Regions from separate parts of the Mus musculus genome. Here region 2 is linked to region 1. The links are chromatin contacts, called in public Micro-C maps. All regions are on one chromosome and are shown on one strand. Each heading gives the region's core, a stretch centred on a gene start, on an enhancer-like site or on the middle of the called end of the contact. The rest is flanking DNA. Distances are from core to core; before and after follow the strand shown. Region 1 holds the start of Ascc3 (activating signal cointegrator 1 complex subunit 3). Region 2 overlaps Ascc3 (activating signal cointegrator 1 complex subunit 3).

What was found. Hi-C and Micro-C count contacts between places; a contact is called where the count stands out from the background.
Region 2: a Micro-C map of macrophages shows a contact between it and region 1, with 1.9 times the contacts expected there. The contact joins the enhancer-like site here to the promoter of Ascc3 in region 1. A contact is called at or near these places in 4 of 39 promoter capture datasets (3T3-L1-derived adipocytes, the C10 cell line, liver and 1 more), 1 of 15 datasets of contacts at CTCF or cohesin (CD8 T cells), 4 of 484 Hi-C or Micro-C datasets (CD8 T cells, macrophages, neutrophils and 1 more), 1 of 115 datasets of contacts at active chromatin or transcription factors (CD8 T cells) and 3 of 9 other capture datasets (adipose tissue, liver and pancreatic islet).

Annotation. Positions count from the first base shown.
Region 1 is chr10:50,589,213-50,595,350 of GRCm38.p6, reverse strand. It overlaps Ascc3 (activating signal cointegrator 1 complex subunit 3), which reads right to left and starts at 2,682. Exons shown (of 42, transcript NM_198007.2): 1 at 2,454-2,682.
Region 2 is chr10:50,631,407-50,637,544 of GRCm38.p6, reverse strand. The region is part of intron 4 of Ascc3 (activating signal cointegrator 1 complex subunit 3); the gene reads right to left. Among named protein-coding and RNA genes, the nearest start is that of Ascc3, 42 kb to the right of the region's middle. Within about 2 kb of position 3,019, at least 4 of the 459 cell types and tissues checked have an H3K27ac peak or open chromatin away from gene starts, as enhancers often do. A contact at or near this core is called in macrophages, where this site is marked.

The DNA of each region.
Region 1 (6,138 bases), core at 1,433-3,932:
ATAAAAAGAACACAGAACCAACCTTATTGTCCATCCACAAATGAAAATCGCTGTGTATGTGTGTGTGTATATATACACACACATACATATATACACTCACACACACATACATATACATAAGTATACATATATCTATACACACACACACACACACACATATATATGTATACATTCACACACACACACACACACACACACACACACATATATATGGCAATACTCAGAACTTATTCTCAACCTGTGGGTCACAACTCTTTGAAGGGTAACATATCAGCCTGAGTATCAGATATTTACATAACGATTCATAACAGTAGCAAAATTATAGTTATGAGGTAGCAACGGAATAATTTTATGATTGAGGGTCACCACATCATGAGGAGCTGTACTAAAGGGTTGCTGCATTAGGAAGGTTGAGAACCACTGGCTTAGAATGACCCATAGTGATGTCATATTATCTCAGAAAGAAAGAGAAACATGTCTTCTCTTATACTAAGCTACTAGCTTAGTGCCTCCCTCCTCCCTATCTCCCCTGAGTGTGTGTGTGTGTGTGTGTGTGTGTGTGTACAAATGTAAACATGCGTTCGGTGAACATATATAGAAGATTTAATATTAGGTGATAAAGGAGAAATGAAATCAAGTAATAGACATTGTAGAGCTTTTTTTCCATTTTAATTGTTATTTTTTTCATTTTTTGTGGGGAATAAGTGAGTTAAAATATATGTGCTAGTGAAAATGTAAAATTCAACGTAAAGCTCTACAGTTTCAGAATTCTCTAACTGTATAATACCTCCGTTGAGGTGGAGACTTCAGATATGGCTCATTGTTCCTCATGACATTTATTTACAAGTTCTTTGTAATGAAGTTTTGGGAGTACTTCATATTTTGGGTTTTCAGATTTGGAATTCTCAGATTCCTTATTGTCTCCTCTGTAATTCTTCATTTATTTCTGGAGATGTTCATGAGCTAAAATTTTAACTGCGCATACTCACTTTCTCAAAGTTGAAAACTGTACTTATACAAACTATCCTCAAGAAAGATGTATTAGAGTAAAAAGTTTATTCTGTTACCATATAGGCTCTTTATAAAAATGTTTTGTATGTAGACTTTCTATATCCTATGCCAGACATGAGGTATCAATACAACCAATGTAAATACTAGAAAAAAATGAAAACGCTTCCAGCCAGAAATTTGTTTCCAATTATTAATTTAAACATCCCTTCTAAAAGAGTGTTTGCTAGTTAACTATACAAAGTTCTGTGAGAACAGGGACTTTCTATGTCCTACACCTCCCACAGTGCTAGGGAATGAATGAAGAGTGAACAAATGAATGAATTAATGAATGAACCAAGTTTTTTAGAAAAAATTATTCAACAAGGATCAAGAAAACTAAGTCTTGCAAAATTAATTCACTCATGTAAATAACACTAAGCTACACTTAACTGACATCTCTATGAATATTTTAATGCAACACAGTATTATCTTTGTGGATGGCTTACTTATGCAGTGGGTTTCATAGAATAAAGTAATCCTTTTTTTTTTTTAGGTTTTTTTTTTTTTTTTTTTTTGAGGCAGTGTAGCCCTGGCTGTCCTAGACCAGGCTGGCCTCGAACTCAGAAATCCGCCTGCCTCTGCCTCCCAAGTGCTGGGATTAAAGGCGTGCGCCATCACGCCCGGCGCAACACCAGTATTATAATCGTCATGACGTGAAAAACTAAATACAAAACATGAGCTAGAGCACGTCCAGCCTAGACTCAGAAGCGGAATTTGAGAACAATCAAACTCAGAAAACAAACGTTTCAGCTTATGAATCTGAAAAGGGGGTAGATATAGTTGACTGTTCTAATTTTTATCCAGGAACAACAACAACAACAACAACAACAACAACAACAAAAACCACACCACAGGTAGCAATTAGACTGCACTTGTGATGCATATCAAACTCAGTAGACTGAACTTCTTTCTTTTAAAGGTAAAGGAAATTACAGCATCCTACCAAGAACCACTTCATCTACCCCCTTAGCATAGACACTTCTTTATTTAAAAAAAAAAAAAAATACATTCTAGAGTCCTCCGATTGTTAAATTCACCCACTGCCCTGAACTCCAGGACCCAAAGCACTCGCTCCTCTGTGTTGTGGGGGAAACCCAACCCAACAGATGTAGGCGAAGAACGACGTTGCTAGGAATGTGTAATATAAATAAGGGGAGAGGGAGGAGAAAAACAGGTTAAGCCTAGAACAGAAAATTTTTCATCTTGTGGCCATTCTGTCCTTACACGTGGGCAATCGCGCTGGAGTTTTCACCCCAACCCCCACCTACAAACTTAGGTGAGCCGGGACGCCCAGCCGAGGGATGACAGCTCGGTCCACCCGCGCTCTTCCGGACTCTGAGACCAGCCCCGCCCCGCCGCACACTCGGGCTCCGCCACCCGCGCCCTCCCTCTCCCTAGCTCACCTCAGCCCCGCCGCCACGCGCGCCTCCGGCCTCCTGGAGGTTTGCTTCCTCTTCTCACTCCGGCGGAGCGGAGCGGAGGGCTGCGCCCCGACCTCCTCCGCAGCACACGCGGGCCGGCGGGGGTCGCTCGCTGTCACGCCTTAGCGCGCGAGGGCTGCCCAGCTGGCACTGACCCACAAACCCACACACCCGCGCCGAGCGACGGAGGGGCGGGGCGGGCGCCGGCCATACGTCACCGACCGCGACGCCAACGTCGCCACGTCAGCACCCGGCCGCCCTCGGCCCCGCCCATGCGGGGGTTGGCGTCGGGTGGCGTACACGCTAGCAAGTTTCAGCTCAGTTTTAGTGGTCCGACTCTTGGTTCCCTCCGGCCGACTCCCTAATCCCCGCTTGGTTCTGATAATGGCACCGAGTAATTAATTCCTATTGAAGGCAGAAACCAGTGAGTCACAGTCCCGTGGTTACTAGATGGTTCCGCCCACCTGCTCTAGGCTCAAGTTTCGATTTCCCTGAGTTTCATTATTCTCCACTTTGTACTTCTGAAGTTGTTTCTGACCTTCGAAACAAAACATCTGACGATAGCCTGGTGCGACTGGCAAATTTAGAAAAGCTAGCCTAAAAAAACTGCATTGTTGTTAAGTTTGAACTGATGAGCGAGGATACAGATGTGGTATGCATTGTCATCCTACCCTTTCAGCCCATTCTTCCCGAGACAGTTGTCCTAAAACTCACCAGAACCCTGTTTTATAGAAGCAGCATTGGTTGAATAATAAACATAACTTGCCAAACCCACTGGAAGTTCTGTATACCAGACTGAGGTAAGAAGACCTCAATAGCGATAGAAGCATTTCAGAAATTAAAATGAGATAACGCAGATGAAAAGAATCATGAAGTATTAATGAAACTTGGTAAGATTCACTAAGAGGAAAAGTTACTGGACTGTCAGCAATATGAAAGACCCATCTGGTGATAAAGGTTTGTCTGGTATGACCTGAACTTTATGAGGAAAACAAACAAAAACCCTTCACATTCTGAGAGTCCCTTCTAATACAATCCAAGGAACTAAATGCACTGTAGAAGCAATATATGACCATCACAGTCTCTACATTTCTCTAAGTTCCCAGTCTCTACATTTTCTAAGTAGATGCTGAATGCTTACATAATAGGGATTTGGGGGGAGGGAGACGCATTTTAGGAGAATTACTGGCTGGTTTTGCTAAAAGTTAGTCCAGTCGCATGTAGCCTTTCAAGCGTTTACAGTCTAACTCATTTTATCACCAAACTACAACTGGTGATCCCAAAGACTCTTGGTCTCACTAGAGAAAGAATTCTAGGAGAGATACAGAAGAGACTTAAGCAAAAGCAAATTCATTATAGTAAAAAAGCAGAGGCAGATATTCCCAAGTGGGAAGGCCACCTGAGAATCCAAGCAGAGGTGATGTGAGTGGCATAGAAATATTTTGCTAATCTGAGATACATAATTGTGGAATTTTCAGAAACAGAGAGAGCATTTCCATGAAGCAGGCAGGGAAGGAAGAGGGGTTTGATCAAACATAGAATTATAGTACCAAGATTGCAATTTTGGAACAGCATGTATGTTAAAAACCGCAACTATAAATAAGATGCTAATTAATTTCCAGCTGAACTTTTGGGTCTCAGAGTCTCTGCAGCATGCAGATATTACTTGTATAGAGTACAACTGAAAGTAATATCATCCTGGCACTCAATCGAGCTAGATGAAGCCATCACTGTTGGGTTAGATTTATGTTTTATTTTTCACTCTCTCCTCTACCAGTAAATGAGACAAGATAAATAAGTAAAAAAGAAAAATGAAAGGAGTCTACATAGATAGTTTAGATTATACCCAACAGAGTTCCAGAGGATCAAAAAGATGAAAATTGAAAATGTACTACCTGACTCTCCTGTGCTATGCTCAAGCCACTAGCCAGATTTGGCTCTACAAAATAGAAATCTGACTTATTGGAATTAAGGTTTTCAAAATATATGCCATATTTTGAAAACTTAACGGGAAGGTGATTGTAAGCTATCAACTTTTTATTTATTTTAGATAAGCCTTTGTACATTGAGCCAAATGAAATGTAATTATTTCAGCCCTTACTTTTAAAATGTATATCTATAAACTTTAAAATGGTGCAGGTGACTTAAATTATACTTCTACATAGTACCAGAGTGGAAGGAAATAACTTCACTAGTTTCTTAAGAAATACCTTTGAACTCCTTTATTTTCTCAGGGATGTTTTTCAAATGTTTACTAAAAGACAATCTACTAAAGATGGCTCCTAGTTTGGAGAAAGAAGAATGTCTAGAAAGTTTTTTAACAAAGCTAAAAGCAAATGCAATCTGATAAATAGCAACCCTCCTGCCTATACTGAGAGGTTATTTCAGTATTTTTGTTATTTTCCATTTATCTTTGTGTGTTTGTGATATGTATGTGTGGGCACATTTGTGTGTGTGTGTGTGTGTGTGTGTGCGCGCGTAAGTCTTGTTGATACCTGAAACATTTTCTTCAGGACCTTTAAGTCTTTTCTTATGAAAGGAGCTGATAAAACTATGGGAAAATGTTTAGATACATTAGTCCAGCCACTAATCTTCAAACAGTAATATTTGTGCTTACATGAAGGCTAAGCAAAGTCTGTTAAACTTTTAAGCTTCTTCCTTGTACATCTTGCTACTTTCACAATGACAGCCAGGTTTTTATGACTTAATCCTTGATATACCTCAAGAGAAAGGTAAGATGTAACTGTAGTCTCCCAGGCTTACTGCCTCAGTTTGCTAACCTAGGCCTAGTCCTGGAAGCTTCTATTCTCTGTACAATCTAATCTAGGCCTAGAATGTTTTCAGCCTCTGAGACTTACTACTGAATAAATGCTCACCCTTTCTAGTTCTTTCTGAATACTGGCTGGCTGATTCAATTCAACTATTCTGGCTCAAACTCCTCTCCACGCTGACTGATTCAATTTAGTTTCCAGCCTGGCACTCAATCCATCAAGATGAAGCTGGGTTTCTCACTGAATTGCTCTGCTTGGCATCAAACTCACTCTAGCAATCTGTTCTAATCTTCTGGCTCGTTCTCATTCTCTGCCTCTGTTTTCACCTGTGTCTCACTTGTTCTCTCTATAACCTGTGTCTGTAAAATGTCCAGGTAAGACTGCCTCTGCACTCCACCAAATGCACTGCCACAAACTCAACTCCACTGCACTGACTCTCAACTGACTCCCAGATCACTGAATCAACTGAACTAACTGACTAGAACTCAGAGATCTGCATACTTCTGTCTCCTGAGTGTTAGGATTAAGGGTGTGTACCACCATGCCTAGACATAAGCTTTTCTTTACCTGAAACTTGCTCTACATTAGGTTGGACATGAAGTCAGACATCTGCTTGCCTCTGTCTCCAGGGATTGAAGGAGTGATGTATTCCAACTGGTTCACACAGACCTAGAAGGTCTTTGGATGTGATCCCCAAGCCAGAGCAACCATGTATCTGGATTAAAACTCCTCTACACCATCATTTCTTAAATCCAATTACAAGGCTGAGAAGAGAACAGAGCCACTGGAGTGAAAATTTGCCAAAGACTGAAAATTCATGAAAGTGGCTCTGAATTACTAATGGTAAAGCTTGAACATTGGGCTCAGGGGAAAGTACAGGTAAGCAGAGAATTTCA
Region 2 (6,138 bases), core at 1,770-4,269, 42 kb before region 1:
ATTAGCTATAAACTACAGAATAATCATGCTATAATCAACAGACCCAAAAAGACCAAACACCAAGGAGAGCAAAAGGGGGGGTGTTTGAATCTTTCTCAGAATATATAGACAATAGTATAGTTTTATTTGAAATGGACTAAGGAAATAAAAGATCACTTTCAGAAATCATAAATATGAAGCATTTAGTATATATTAAGAATATTAAGTACTTATCATAGTAAAAGCTATTCACAAGTACTGTAAAGAATATTAAGTACTTATCTTAATAAAAGCTATTAACAAATACTGTAAAGACTGTTTCTATAATCATAACCAGCATACTAAGAAAGGATTAGAATGCTTTAGTTTGTAAGATATGTTTTCAATAACACCTATTAACTTGCATTTGAACAAAATGTTGAAACCTTAAACTTCCTAATGTCCTCTCACCAGCAAACAGTTTCTAAGACACTACATCTTGCATGAATCTAGGCCACCGATGTTTTTCTTTCCAAAGCCACTGGTCTTTCATCTGAGTACTAACTGTAAACTATCCATAGCTTTTGAGATATCCCTGATATCAAGTCTGTCTTTTTTTCTCAGCTTTTCTTACTTTCAATTTCAAGAGTTCTTTTATGCATTGGAAGTCATTTATTCTGTTTCCCTACCTAACAAAAATATTTATTCAAATTTCAGGTACAAGGCCATGCAGAAGCCTGTACATTACTAGATAACACCTACTCAACACGATAACTAGGGCTACTAACTTAAGAAGGAAAGGAGTTGGCTTTGTCTTGAAGTTCTGGCAGCACTATGACTTCCAATGTGAGTAGCACATCACAAAAGGACAAGACCATTGTCACAATAATCCAGAGTAAGAAGCAACTGATACAGTCAGAGAGTCATGGACCTGGCTCCCATTCTCCTTCAAGTGAACTTAATTCCTCAAGACTCCTATAGTCTTACTCCACAACACCATTACTCTGGTGAGCCAACCTTTACCACTTGAACTTCTGGGGACACAATGTGTACTCAAACCATACTACTCTGTTCCTGAGAGTGCCTTCACTATCATACATGGAATCAAACACCCAGAAGTTATTCCCAAAAAACTGATTAAAGTGTTTGAAACAGTAACTACCATATAAGGGATTAGCATTAGTAGTGAATATCTTCACCAGGTCATATTACAGGGTTCAAGATAAGCCTTAACATTCCAAAGAGAAGTAATCCAAAGTATGATCAGTAAACAAATGAAATGAAACTAAAAACCCTTAAGACAATTTGAAAAATTCTTAGATATGTGCTAATTTAATAACCAAGAGTAATAACCAATTGATCCAAAATTCAGTAAAATACGTATACATTACGGTGCCAATATGAATAAATAAGAGACAGCTGGAAGTGGATATGATCAAGTATGCAAGCATGAAAAATATCATGAGTAAATTAAGAGCAAATTTTATGAAATGTAGTTAAAACAGTGCTTAAAAGGAAACCTATGACCATACATTCCCTTTGAAAAAGCATTCAGATCCACTTCATTTTTAGATCCACTTCATTTTCAACCTTAAGGTACCAGAAAAAAGGAAAAGCAGACATAAAAGAAAATAGTAAGCCCTGTGCACAAATAAATGAATTACAGCACAGAAAAACAATAGAGAGAATCAAGAAAACCTGAAGACTTTAAAACTTTAGCAGGATTAACAAAGGAGGAAAAAGACTAGAATGAATTCTGCATTACAAAGATACAACATTGAACAACTAACTCCAGACCTTACAGAGCATCTGTATAGACTTCCAGCAAGAGAAAGGATGATTAGTGACCAAAACCAGGCCCCAGAAAGACAAGGTTCAGGATTTGTTGTCAGCCAACCAATTTACAGAGAAATTAAATTCTACTGATGGCTTCTACTGAATCTTTTTAAAAGGTTAATACCAATTCTTAACACTGCACAAATTGAAAACATGCAAAAATATTTCTCAGCTGATTTTTCTCAGAGCCAATACTAGTGATACCCAAACCAAAGGCATAACAAGAAAACTATAGATCAATGACTTTAGAATATGGAAATAAAGAGTATCCATGAAGTACTAGCAAACTAAACCAGTAACATAGTTGAGTGTCTTAACTCAGATTAGATAAATGGGTAGACAGAAACACAGAGGGCAGACATTATGATAAAGTGAAATCAATGCAACAAATACAAAGTGGACACAATAGGTGGGAAAACTGACCAATAGGAATACCTATCAATAAACTTAAAAAATTTGCACCATTAGTTTAACAAATGAGAAAAAGACAATTTTATTTTTTCATGGGAAAAAAATAAGTATACTTGAAGGGAATTTTATATCTTTATAAAGGACAACAATGAAAGCTCACAGCTAATTATGGTATTGTTTCATAAAAGATCAAATGCTTAGCCATGAAGATCAGAAATAACACAAAGTCTCAACTCACCACTTCTATTCAACACTGCGTGGAGGTTCTAGCCAGGGCATTTAGGCAAGAAAAAGATATATAGGGCATCTAGATAGAAAGAGAAGAAATAAAACTATTTATTCACAGATGGCATAATCTTGCATACAGAAAATACTACTGGAACTAATATTTTCTTCAAGAATGCACAAGATGATATAAATATATAAAAATCAAATGTATCCTGTACTAATAATGAAAAATCTAAAAATGAAACTAAGAAAATAATCCCTTCTATAATGTCAGCAAAAATTACTGAGGACTATTTTTTTAAAGGAAGAGTAAGACATTTCCACTGTAACTACAAAATACAACTGAAAGAAATTAAAATCCTAAATAAAAATCAGTATCTATGAACTAGAATACATAATATTGAGATTTCTTTTTAAATAAAACCCGTATTACTCTAAGATTGAGTGCAATCTCACTCAGAATCCTTGGTGACTTCTTTGCAAAAGGCAGCGAGCTAACTTTCAAATCCATACAGTATTGGGAGAAACCCAGAATAGTAAAAAGAATCTTGTGAGGATGGAGGGAAGGACAGTTTAGGATTCAGAGGTCCCTGTAACCACACTCACAACAATGTAATCAAAACCAAAACCATGCCATATTGGCATACAGACAAACGTAAGAAACAAGAGAAAACAACAACAATAAAAATCCTTCATGTGTCCTTCATGTGTCATAGGGAAGTATTTCTGGCTAGTGTCAACGCAAGGGGAAGTCTTTCAATAAGCAACAATGGAATAACCAGCGCAAAGAGGGAAGAGGAAGAGAGAGGAAGAGAAAGAGAAAAGAAAGAACAAAGAGGAAGACTATCTGAAACAACAAACAAAACTTAACTCAATGTGAATCAATGGTCTAACAGACTTAAAATCTAAAACTATAAAACTCTTACGAGAAGACATAGCAGTAAATCTTCATGAAAAGGATGCTTAAATACTACCTCAAAAATATTATCAATAAAAGACAACAAAAAATAGACAAGTTCATACTTCCAAGAACACACTCAAGAAAGTAAAAAGACAATGTATAAAACAAAAAAGTATTTTCAAATACATATGCACAAGAAGCTTCTGTACAACATAAATAAATCATAGTTCAGGAATAGTAAAAGAAAATAAAAACATAAAGCATTAAAGTTTCTCTATGAAATACTCATGACTGTATATTAAGCATAGCGACACCCAATAGGATATAGTCTTGAGGAATACACATTAGTGGATTAAAGATTGGATGGCAAAAAATGAAAGGGTAAAAAGGACAAAGGCCTATGATTTCGTAAGATGAATTAAGAGTAGAAAAATGCTATAATTGCATGTATTTGTGCATATAAGAGCTTAAAATTTGTACACTTTAAATATATGCAAAATTACATCAATAAACCTATAAAAAAAAGATGCCCATGAGTCACAACTGCTTGAAATAACAAGAGTAATCTAAATATTGCTTAAGACTTAAGATATGGCCAGGCAGTGGTGGTGCACACCTTTAATCCCAGCACTTGGGAGGCAGAGGCAGGCAGATTTCTGAGTTCTAGGCCAGCCTGGTCTACAGAGTGAGTTCTTGGACAGCCAGGGCTATATGAGAAACATTGTCTCAAAAAATAAAACAAAACAAAACAAAATAAAAAGACTTAAGATAAGATTGAAAAAATTCCCTGTATGAGAAGTTTTCCTACTATTCTTTGTATTCTTTGTACAAGTTAATGGGGATCACTGTATTTCAACACATGTATACAGTGTGAACCAGTCTAATATAGTTTTCTGTTTTACTCATTCCTACCCTACACAACCTCCACATGAATTCCAACTTTTCTAAAAAACATTTTACATGAGTATTTTGTATTGTTGTTAGCTAGACACAACAATCAAGGGTAGAATTAAAGAACTTTCTACAGAAAGGATGGGATAAGAAAAGTAGGAAGGGATAAAGGGAAGGGATAACTATAAAATATATTTCTACATCATTATCCCCCATGAAACACACACACACACAAACTATAACAGGAAACAGTATATAGATGGATGGATGGATGGATGGATGGATAGATGGATGGATGGACGGATGGACGGATGGATAGATGGATGGATGGTATGGACTAGTCTTAAGATTCTGTGAATTTTTAAAATGGGGTCATTTCTTCTATAAGAAAATAATCCTGCCAGAGCTAACCTTGCATATTCATATCCTTAACCACTCAGCTACTTAATACAAACTGTGTTTCTTGTTCACAAATGGCAAATTCTAGTAGAAAACCACTAGCTTGCAATCCCACCAGCATCCTTGCCAGCATCTACTGTCACCTGAGTTTTTGATCTTAGCCATTCTGACTGGTGTAAGATGGAGTCTCAGGGACATTTTGATTTGCATTTCCTGATCACTGAGGACTTTGAACATTTCTTTAAGTGGTTCTCGGCCATTCGAGATTCCTTTGCTCTGAATTCTTTGTTTAGTTCTATACCCCATTTTTGATATGGTTGTTTGGTTGTATTGAAGGTTAGCTTCTTGAGTTCTTTATACATTTTGGACATTAGTCCTCTATCAGATGTGGGATTAGTGAAGTTTTTTCCCCAATCTGTAGGTTACCAATTTCTCCTACTGACTATGACCTTTGCCATACAGAAGCTTTTCAGTTTGATGAGCTCCCATTTATCAATTCTGGATCTTAGAGCGTGAGCCACTGGAGTTCTGTTTAGGAAATCCCCCCATCCCCCGCCCTGTGCCAATGAGTTCAAAGTAGAAGACCAGCAGTCGAAACTATCGGATACCCTGAAATCTCTCAGACACTGAGCCACCAACCAGGTAGCATACACTACCTGATATGAGGCTCTCAACACATATTCAGCAGAGTACTGCCTAGTCTGGCCTCAGTAAGAGAAGACACACCTAACCCTGGAGAGACCTGACACCCCAGGGAGTGGGGAGGTCTATGGGGTAGGGTGGGGGAGACATCCTCTTGGAGATGGGAGAGGAGGAATAGGATGAGGAACTGTGCATACCTGGAAGCTAATTTCTAATGAAAAAACGTGGAATAATATCCAAGACATTCTTAATAACACTCTATTCTTCTTAATAACACTCTTTAAGATCCCATGATTGACAAAAGAAGCAAATAAAAAACCCATTCGGTTGTGAATGCATGGTTTATGTAACTTCCAGACAAAGAATCTTAGCTGAGTTCTGGGATAAGAGGCTATGAGATTTAACAGCAATCCAAAATTATGTTTTCTGTACCACCTGCCACATCTATCCACTCCAGGAGCAGGTGGGAACCCTTCCTCACACAAGGGCTGCACTACAAACTTGGCACTAGCGGTGACTATCTGCAAAGGTATAGCTGCCTGGGCCATTGTTCAGTGTTCTAATACAAGGACCCGAGGCCACAAAAATAAATAGGAAAGAGGGAGAGGTTAGCTATTTGTACAGACAGAGAAATCTGTATCAAAGACATTTATACAACACCTGAGCCTACAGGATTAGAAGACATAACAGATAAGCTAATATGCTTCCCTTGGCAGTTTGCTACTATTGTTGTTTTGTTTTGCTTTATTTGAAACAGCAAGTCTTTCTATAAATCAATCTGATCCAAAAAAGTTAAACAAGATGAAAGGCCCAAGTGAGGATCCTTGAATACCACTTACAAGAGGGAAAAAAATAGTCATGGGAGGCAGAGA